2 separate regions of the Rattus norvegicus genome follow, and region 1 is linked to region 2. Evidence: chromatin contacts called from public Hi-C data. All regions are on one chromosome and are shown on one strand. The core of a region is the stretch at or near the end of the contact, and the rest is flanking DNA. Distances in the headings are between cores, read along the strand shown. Region 1 overlaps Fam185a (family with sequence similarity 185, member A). Region 2 holds the start of Armc10 (armadillo repeat containing 10).

Region 1 (4,322 bases), core at 1,314-3,813, 230 kb after region 2:
TCACGCTCCTTCCTGGAGCAGCAGGGATCCAATGACCGGGGAGATAAAGCTCGCTTCCCTCACTACAACTTGAGACAAGCCTGAGGATCCTCGCCAGCTTCAGAGCTGCATTTGGGTGGCCGCAAGTCTACCAAGTCTGGCTTCTCCATGAAGACAGGCTTTCTTCCTTTGACATGGCACGGAACCCAAGAAGTCTGTGCAGTGAGCACATTGCATTCTTACTTCCGTCTCGGTGTCCCTTCAGGGAGAGCCTACTGAGGCAACAGTGCACGAGACCTGCATTTAAACCATGTAAGGAAGTGCACTTGACTTCATATTAAAGTCAATGAATATTCAAAGACCTTACAAAACAAAAGGGCAAACACTTATAACTAGCAAGATTTATTTCAGTAACTTTAACAGAAATGTGTTCAATTAGTGGTAAGTTTCCCCAAATCCCATTCTGCCTGTCTAAAATGAAAGAAATAAAATATTTAAAAAGCAAAAGGCATTGAATCTGAACATGGTAGAAAGCAGAATGGAAAACAGCAGCTTTTCCTGTAGTGTTGGCCAGTCAGTATCTACCTTGGTAAGGATTGTTTTATACCAAAACCTACTTGTGTATTATTTATAATACTAACATGTTTTTCCTACCAAATGCAATATAGGCCAGACCAGACCAGAATAAAAATAAATAAATACAGGTTTCATTGGCTCAACTCCCTCGTCCATTCCCCAGTCCCCAAGAGCAGGGCTGAGGAAAGGCAGGGAGATTGCACAGTTCTCAGGCAAGGTGTGAGGATGTGTCAGCCAGGAGCTGGGCCTATGCCTGAGCATGGTCAGAACCTAGGCAGCTAGGAGGATGTTTGGGTAGGCTGCTCAGGTCAGCAAGGCAGGCTGCTCAGGTCAGCAAGGCAGGCTGTACTGGCTGCCGGAAATGTGCAACTGAGCTTTTGGCGCCACTCCTTTAGAGTTATTTCAGTGCGAGCTGGGCTGGGAGAAGGAGGGCAGATGGGTTTTCCCAGCTTGTGCTTGAGCAGGGTGAGCAGTGGGCTCCAACCAAATACCTTAATTATGACCACCTCAGAAGTACAAGCCTTATTAAAAGTCATTTAAACTACGAAACTACAAGTTGTTACTGCTCACTACTGCGTTACTACTAATGTATAGCTCTGCTCTATTTAGGTTCAAGTAATGTAGGGCGTGCTGAGGCTTAGCCATTAAGTTGGGGTGCAAGGGTTTTCCAATTACCTAAGCATGCTTTTTTTTACAAACAGAAGACTACTTGCTAATTTGTTACTTGCTAGCATGACCAGAAGTAACCACATTCAAATACAACTTAATAATTTGTGCTCAATTCTGAAATGTGGGTGTGCTGCCAAAATGTATGGACACGGATATCCAGCTTACTGAGAAGTGAAATGAGTGGACCGTGTATGGAAAAACGTTCAAGTCCACACTTCCTGGAGGAAGGCCCAGCACACTTGGCAGATGTGCACACACTGTCCTTTCTCAAGGACTAAGTGGGTCGTAATACTACCCCTATGTATTCAGAGCATACACCTGGCTTTGAATCATCTGCTCAGTGGAAATATAAAACAGCAGAATAACACCGACCACCAGTAGGCCTTTGGCCAGATTATCTCAACATTATATGTTCTTGCTTTCTCTTTCCACAATGCAAACATTAACTAAGTACTGTTGCTCTCTGTGGATATATGCTTTGGAGATCACAAAAGAACACTCAAAGACAACTGAAATAGCACATTGCTAAGAGGACCTGTGCCAGGAGAAATGCACATTAATGTAGTGTACCCAAAATTAGTATCATAGTCTCTATAATTTGATCTACCCAAACGCTTAACTCATTTAACCTCTCGTATCATGAAAGTAACCACTAAGAATTCCATCTTTATTAACACTGCTTTTCTCTCATCTCTTGGATATTGTTTTTTCTCATAAAAATATGTTTAAATATCAACTACTGGGGCTGGAGAGATGACTCGGGTACATGCCCACACACACTAAACTAATACAAATCTTTAAAAAAAAAAATCAGAACTACTATTAGTTTTATATATAATAGCAAAATTTCCAAACTCTTTTCAAAATTAAATTAAATTAGCTTGTAAGTCATTTTACTTTCACAGATTTTTTTTTTTTTTAAAAAGATGGCTACTCTACAATTAGTTATGTAGAGGGTCAGTTCCCCAGTCTTTCTTGAACTGTGTTATCTCTGAGCTTTAAGCCATGGAGAAAGGCTGAGGTACATTAGCCTGTGGCTTACCATGAATATTTCCTAATGCAATGTCTCCAGCGGCAGAAGACACAAATGAAGAGTCTGTATACAGATACTTGGCTTGAAGCAAACCATCCTCCGTAGAGATATTAACACAACTTCCCTGAAGTTTATCTATGGTCACAGTCTAGTAAAAGAGAGACTGTAATCAGTTCATTATAAAACAGACTGTAAACAACCAAAACAGTTCATCTAGAACAGCACTTCTCAACTGTGAGTCCCGACCCCCGTGAGGCTGCATTTCAGACAGCCTGCACGGCAGATATTTACACAGTGATTCATAACAGCAGCAAACTTACTGGTCATCACAACATGAGGCACTGTATTACAGGATCGCAGCATTAGGAGTTGAGAACCACTGCTCTACAGTGAAGACCAACTTCAGGAGAAGTACGCCGTCACCTTGACAACTGCAAGGTTGTGAGCAACATGCATTCTCTGATGGGGAACAATTCAATATGCAAGTCCTCCATTGATTTACGCCTTCTTTCTTTTCTCTGAACAATGTTATGTTTTCTATGTAGACATCTTATTAGTTTGTTCTCATCAGATACTTGAAAAGTGCTCTTACACAGTATCTCTTAAAAGTTTATGTTCTTGACTTTTATATTTGATGTGCAACCTAGCAACCACAATAAACTCACTAATTCCAATAATTTATTTCTACTAGGAAAAAATACCACATGCATACTTATCTCCAAATGACCCTCAAGTCCCTTGCTTATTCCACTCATCTTATGTTCATAAGAATTCATTGTGTTCTCGCACTCTTCTCCATCCTTTTCCCTCCTCTGGCCCCGCCTTCCAATGCCACAGTGAACAGTGGGACTGGAGGAGGGGCAAGCCTGCCTTTAGCGTCCTGCTCAGTAGGGAGCATGATTGTTACAGATGACGTTGTTATGTTATCACTAGTCAGATGCCTTGTTACTCCTGTACAGATTCATTCTGATTCTGCTGGGATGCACAATTTCTCTCACATGATGCCGCTCTAACTATGAACTTCTGAAACATTTCCACTCTTTGTCAACAAGGCAGTAGCTTTCCAGCAATGAGAGGACTTTTATGTTTATCCTTAAATCTCCTGACAAAATTCAGGGTGTGTTTATGCTTCAAATATTATTTACTACAGGAGACGAAGACAGTAAGAGTGCCATCATCTACCATGTAATAAACAAAGACGTGTGCACACGAACGGGGCACTGCACTCTCAATTACTAGGATGGCTTACCACACCAGTGGCCCAGGAACAAACACCAGGGCATTCAAACAAACAGCACTAAGTTCTGAGCACACTGATGTCAGCACCGGCCCTCCTCCCAGGCTTGCTTAGTAGTCTCGGTTTCACACCTTCCAAGAATTTCCATAAAACAGGCAACACAATGCCATGCGCTGACCTTTCCACAGAGAATGGGGCTGTTTTAGGGAACACAGAAGATGAGCAGTTAAGTATCTGAACCATACTGAATTGCTAAGGCATGCCTGTGCACCAAGTCTGCTCACCACCATATTTAATAGAGCTGGACTTCAAGGCGCTCTTATGAGCCCATGGAAAATGCTCTGTACTGCTCATTCAAAACCAAATGAACCCTAGGAAGCCACAGACACCCGGCACTGCCAAAGCAACCAAAAGCAAGTAAATCCTCGCACACTCCCCAACACAATAGAGTTGTCAAACATTCCACACAATTCTCAAGAACAAAAATTAGTAGGCTAGGGCCACATGTCCTAAACTGTATCAGACACTGAACTGACACAGTGGACAGCAACACACTGATAAAATCTTATTTACTGCCGTAGTATTAGTGGATAAAATGTCATGTGTAGACACCTAGATTGAACTGTATACTCGGATTTTTAACAGAAGTTATTTAAAGAGAGAAAAGGAAGCCCAGAAAATAAATACTTTCCTGGGAGGTACTGCTAAAATTAATTTTTACACAAGGAAGGATTTTTCCCTATACTTAAGTTAATTTACACATATGTGTGTATATATGTATATATATTATTATTATTATAAGTTCTTACAAGTCACACAAACCGAGTT
Region 2 (4,303 bases), core at 1,379-3,878:
ATGTAATGTTTGGCTGATTCTCTGGCACATTTCTGACTCAAAATGAGTCATTTACAAATCGGAATTTTCTTTCTTTTTCTATAATTTTGCTTCCTTTTGTATTGATGAGTTCTATGATTTTTTTTTTCCTTGTTGAGATGCCCGGGACTTGCCGTGATTGATAGCACCTCCCCTATTCTTGAACTTAATAAAGATGCAATTAATGTTTGAATATTAAATACATTTAACTAAAGTATCTATGCCTTTGGCCTTTGATAAGTGTTCTCCATCAATTTAGGAACATTTCCTTCTATTCTTAATGTTAGGAGTTGTCAGAAATACTACTTTAATGACTTTTATATATTATATGTAGTTTTCAAAAATATATTAATGCAAGAAATAACTATTAATTCTCCACATATGTCCATCAGGCCTCTGTATGTTATTTCCCTGATAGATTTTCTTTAGTAATGATTGGATGAGTTTCTACTGTATCAGTCAGGTTCTTGTATCAAGTTGAATGATTTGATACTGTTTCCATCTTTTTCAATGGTCTCAGTCTTTGTTTGGAAAATACACTTGTTTTTGGAGACAGGTTAGCCAAGATCGGCATTGATCTTCCTACCTCAGCCTGCTAGTGCTGGGATTAGAGTTGGGCAACAGCTTCTTCTCCTGGACCAATAAACTTCACAAGGGGAATTACACACTTCTCAACAGTTTTTTTTTTTTAGTTCTTTTTTTTTTTTTTCGGAGCTGGGGACCGAACCCAGGGCCTTGCGCTTCCTAGGTAAGCGCTCTACCACTGAGCTAAATCCCCAGCCCCTACTTCTCAACAGTTTAAGGCAAGAAAAGATTTCTCTCAAATGTAAGGGTAGAGCTTTGGGAAGGGGCTGTGGGCAACCTATTTTTAAAGTTGTCTGTCCCCGGTTTCCTTCCCAGTACCTCCCTGACCTGCTCTCAGGCCCAGCAACCCCAGGAGATGGAGACAAGAGGATCAGAAGTTCAAATTTTCTGCTATGCAGTGAGTTCCAGGCCAGGGATACATCCGATCTTCTGCCTTAAAAAAGCAAAACAAAAAACAAAAAAACAAAAGAACAAAAGAACCCCAACAACAATAACAAAACCACCAAATTATTCTTGTATAGAAATATTTGACAAGGGGTTGGGGGGAGTAAAAACCTACAAATCAGGCTTTGGAGGGGCAAATGCTCATTTTCAAAAACTGCTTTCCTCTGACCAGAGGAAAAGGTGCTGTGCAGACCTTTCTTACAGCATTTCCTGAAGGAAATGGAAGGCTGGAATATAAACCCACCATTCTTCCTGGTCCCTTCCAGGAAGTGCAAAGTTTGAAAAGTAAATGCTAGGTGTACAACCCAAAGACATGTTTTCTATCTGCCTTTAATGGTGCCTTATTTTCATTCTAGGGAAAGGCAATTAGGTCCTACCAATAACTGCTTGAACTCTCCGTGTGGAAAATGGTATATTTGAGTCCACTTGTTTTAAAGGCAAACTACTGTTTATTTTGCATAGACCCTGGTACAGGGAAATGAGAATTCTGTCTTTGGAATAACATTAGTAGATAAAATGTTTTATCTACTAATTTATTAGTAGTAAAATGTTTTAATGATTACTCAATTTAAAAACAAATACAAATGGGGGTTGGGGATTTTGCTCAGTGGTCGAACGCTTGCTAGGCAAGGCCCTGGGTTCGGACTCCAGCTCCGGGGGAAAAAAAAAAAAGACAAAAGAAACAAATACATTTCTCTGCCTTTGAGGAAAGCAGGTTTTGGTCGGCAGACCAAATAGTTTTCCCAACAGTTTTCACGACCTAAACGATCCTTTCAGAAGGTGTGTCTCCTGTAGGCTGAGGTTCTTTATTTCCAACACACACACCCATGTTGCAGGGATGCTACGGATGACTTAAAGGTACTAGCACCTAAGACAGGTGCTGGCAGAATTGCACCTCAGGGATCCTTTCTTCATAAAGCAGCGAGCAGAGTTTCAACCTGGACTTGAGGCCCCTAAGAACGTTCTCACACAGTAAGGGACACCTCTTTGGTAACAACACAAAGGCCCAAACTTTAAAATGAGAAGCAATCTATTTAGCTTGGAGAAACCTCAGCTCTCCGCTGTGAAGCCGGAGGGAAGTAATAGGGCACTTCGGGCGATGTTTTCAGTCCTTATTTTAAACAAAGAAGTGGGAGCAGGGAAGCGGCTCAGGACCCACCCAAGGCAACTTGGGCTTCCAGACTGTCTACCTCTAGCCTTCCTCCCCATGCAGTCGCGAGTGTCTAAGGCACCTCTGATCTAGCCTGTCCAGAGGTGGTTCCCGAACCTCGAACCAGTCCACATGCCGGGCAGCCCATCGCCTCACCTGCGGACCGCGAAGGGCGCAGTCGGCGCCCGCCTCGCCGCGGTCCCCGAGTCAGCCGGTAGATACAGTAGCAGGCGCCAGCGCCCAGGACTAGCCCGGCTGCCACCCAGCCCACGTCCCGCGCGCCGCCCATACTGCTGCCACCGAGCTGCAGGGAGCCGGGGTGCCAGGGCCACACGCAGGTGCAGCTGGGCCAGAACCAGCCCAGAGAAAGGAAATGGGGTTGGAGCTCCGCCTTCCGGAAGCCGCCCTGCTGAGGTCGGAAGCCCTCCCACTCTGCTCGTTGCCCTCCCTAGTGCTTGCATCTTTTTCCTGGATCAAGTGGGGGACCGCCCTGCTTGAGTCCCGCCCCCTAGCTCCGCCCCAATACTTTCCAGTCCAGCTATGCCCCGCCTCCCACTTTACTTCGCCCCGCGGGTCCTGTCCTGCCCCTGCCCCTCCCAGCGCTGCCCGCTCCTCCCCGTTCTGTCCGCCCCTCCCCATTCCCCCTGCCCTTCCCCCCCAGGTTCTTTCTTCATCTCCGGATTGGCTGAGACTGTTTGGCTCCTCCTTGGTTGCCAGGCAACGCACCGACGCGTCCCTCCGCTGCAGCGTGGAGCAGTAACCAACAAAACGCAGTAGTTTCTCAGTCCTGCTTCTGACTATGGCTTCACTACGCAACGCCCCCCCCAGGCTAAGGAACTACTTCAAGGACAACTACATTCCTCAAATCTGTGAGGTATTGGAGCTACATAGCCTCTCACACAGAGGGCAAGGGAAGAGACCGGGAGAGGCAAGGAGATTCCCAGAGCTGGAGATAGGAAATAGAGGATGGGGGAGTTGAAGTCTATTTGGGGTAGGTTAGAGAACACCGAAGGGTGACAGTGGCTAAAGCAGGGGCGGAGATGACAAAGGAAGGGGAGGGGGAGGGGGAAAGTGACAATCTCCAGGGGGAAAGAGCACAAGGCCTGGGTTGGAGACCTCAAGTGTCAAGTACTAAGTGCTATTAGGAAGAGAGACGAACAAGAAGTGAGTGGTGAGCCACTTGAAGACAAAAGACTGCAGGGGTTCTGGGTATAAGCATTTCCTCGCTCGTTGTTAGCAGGAGACACAACCTCACAATATACCTTTTTAGAGATCGCCACGCAGGCAACACCCGAGGTGTTGGTTTTAACAAAGACATGAGTTTCGGTGCCAACCTATATAAAGATAAGTTGGTTTCATTAAACTCAGAAACATGTGCTCCAGTAGATAGAGTAGAACACACCTGATCAAGACAATTGTGGACTTCTGAAGGGAGAGTCCAGCTTATGTCTTCACAATGCAGATATAGGTTTCTTTTTTCTTTTTCTTGTGGCTTTCAAGGTTACCTTTCTAAATGTTGCCAAGAAGCCACTACCTCTTTTCTTCTTCTTTTTCTTTTTCTTAAGTAATTCATTCACTTTACATCCCGAACAAAGCCCACCCCCCCTACTTTTCTCTCAGTCTTGTCCTTACAAATCCCTCCCCCAACACTCCCTCCCCTTATCAGAGGAGAACGGGAAGACTTCTCCTCTGATAACTTGGGACATCTAGTCCCAATAGGATTAATACTCCTTTTTTTAAAAAAAAAAAACTGATATCACCCAAGAGTATAGTTTGTAACAAGGTTAGATTAAAAATTGAAGTTTCTTTTTCATTCAGTAACTAAAGTTGTATAGTGGATTTATGAGCAACTTCATTTAGTCCTGAGAGTGGGTAGGCCAGGAATTCAAGGTTATGTGTTGTTTTGACTTATGTCAGCACACCCTAATTACTGGTCTTGTCATCCTTGATTGATTGAGGTGTCTGGGGATACAGCAACTAGCCCCAAGTGAGAGCAGTTTAGTTACTGTCCATTAGGTCCTTATTTAGCAGACTTAAGTCCTTTTTGGTCAGTGAAAGGCTTCCTCTCTACCCTGTGCTTCCAGTCACTATAATCCCCTTTCTGCC

The links. Hi-C and Micro-C count contacts between places; a contact is called where the count stands out from the background.
Region 1: a Hi-C map of the A7r5 cell line shows a contact between it and region 2, with 2.8 times the contacts expected there. The contact joins the enhancer-like site here to the promoter of Armc10 in region 2. A contact is called at or near these places in 3 of 12 Hi-C or Micro-C datasets (the A7r5 cell line, frontal cortex and hepatocytes).

What each region holds. Positions count from the first base shown.
Region 1 is chr4:14,534,103-14,538,424 of GRCr8, forward strand. It overlaps Fam185a (family with sequence similarity 185, member A), which reads right to left. Exons shown (of 8, transcript NM_001395612.1): 4 at 2,267-2,405. Among named protein-coding and RNA genes, the nearest start is that of Fam185a, 19 kb to the right of the region's middle. Within about 2 kb of position 2,564, at least 2 of the 93 cell types and tissues checked have an H3K27ac peak or open chromatin away from gene starts, as enhancers often do. A contact at or near this core is called in the A7r5 cell line, where this site is marked.
Region 2 is chr4:14,304,171-14,308,473 of GRCr8, forward strand. It overlaps Armc10 (armadillo repeat containing 10), which reads right to left and starts at 2,629. Exons shown (of 6, transcript NM_001106576.2): 1 at 2,354-2,629. The coding sequence starts at 2,486. It overlaps Fbxl13 (F-box and leucine-rich repeat protein 13), which reads left to right and starts at 2,961. Exons shown (of 18, transcript NM_001103355.1): 1 at 2,961-3,071. The coding sequence starts at 2,997.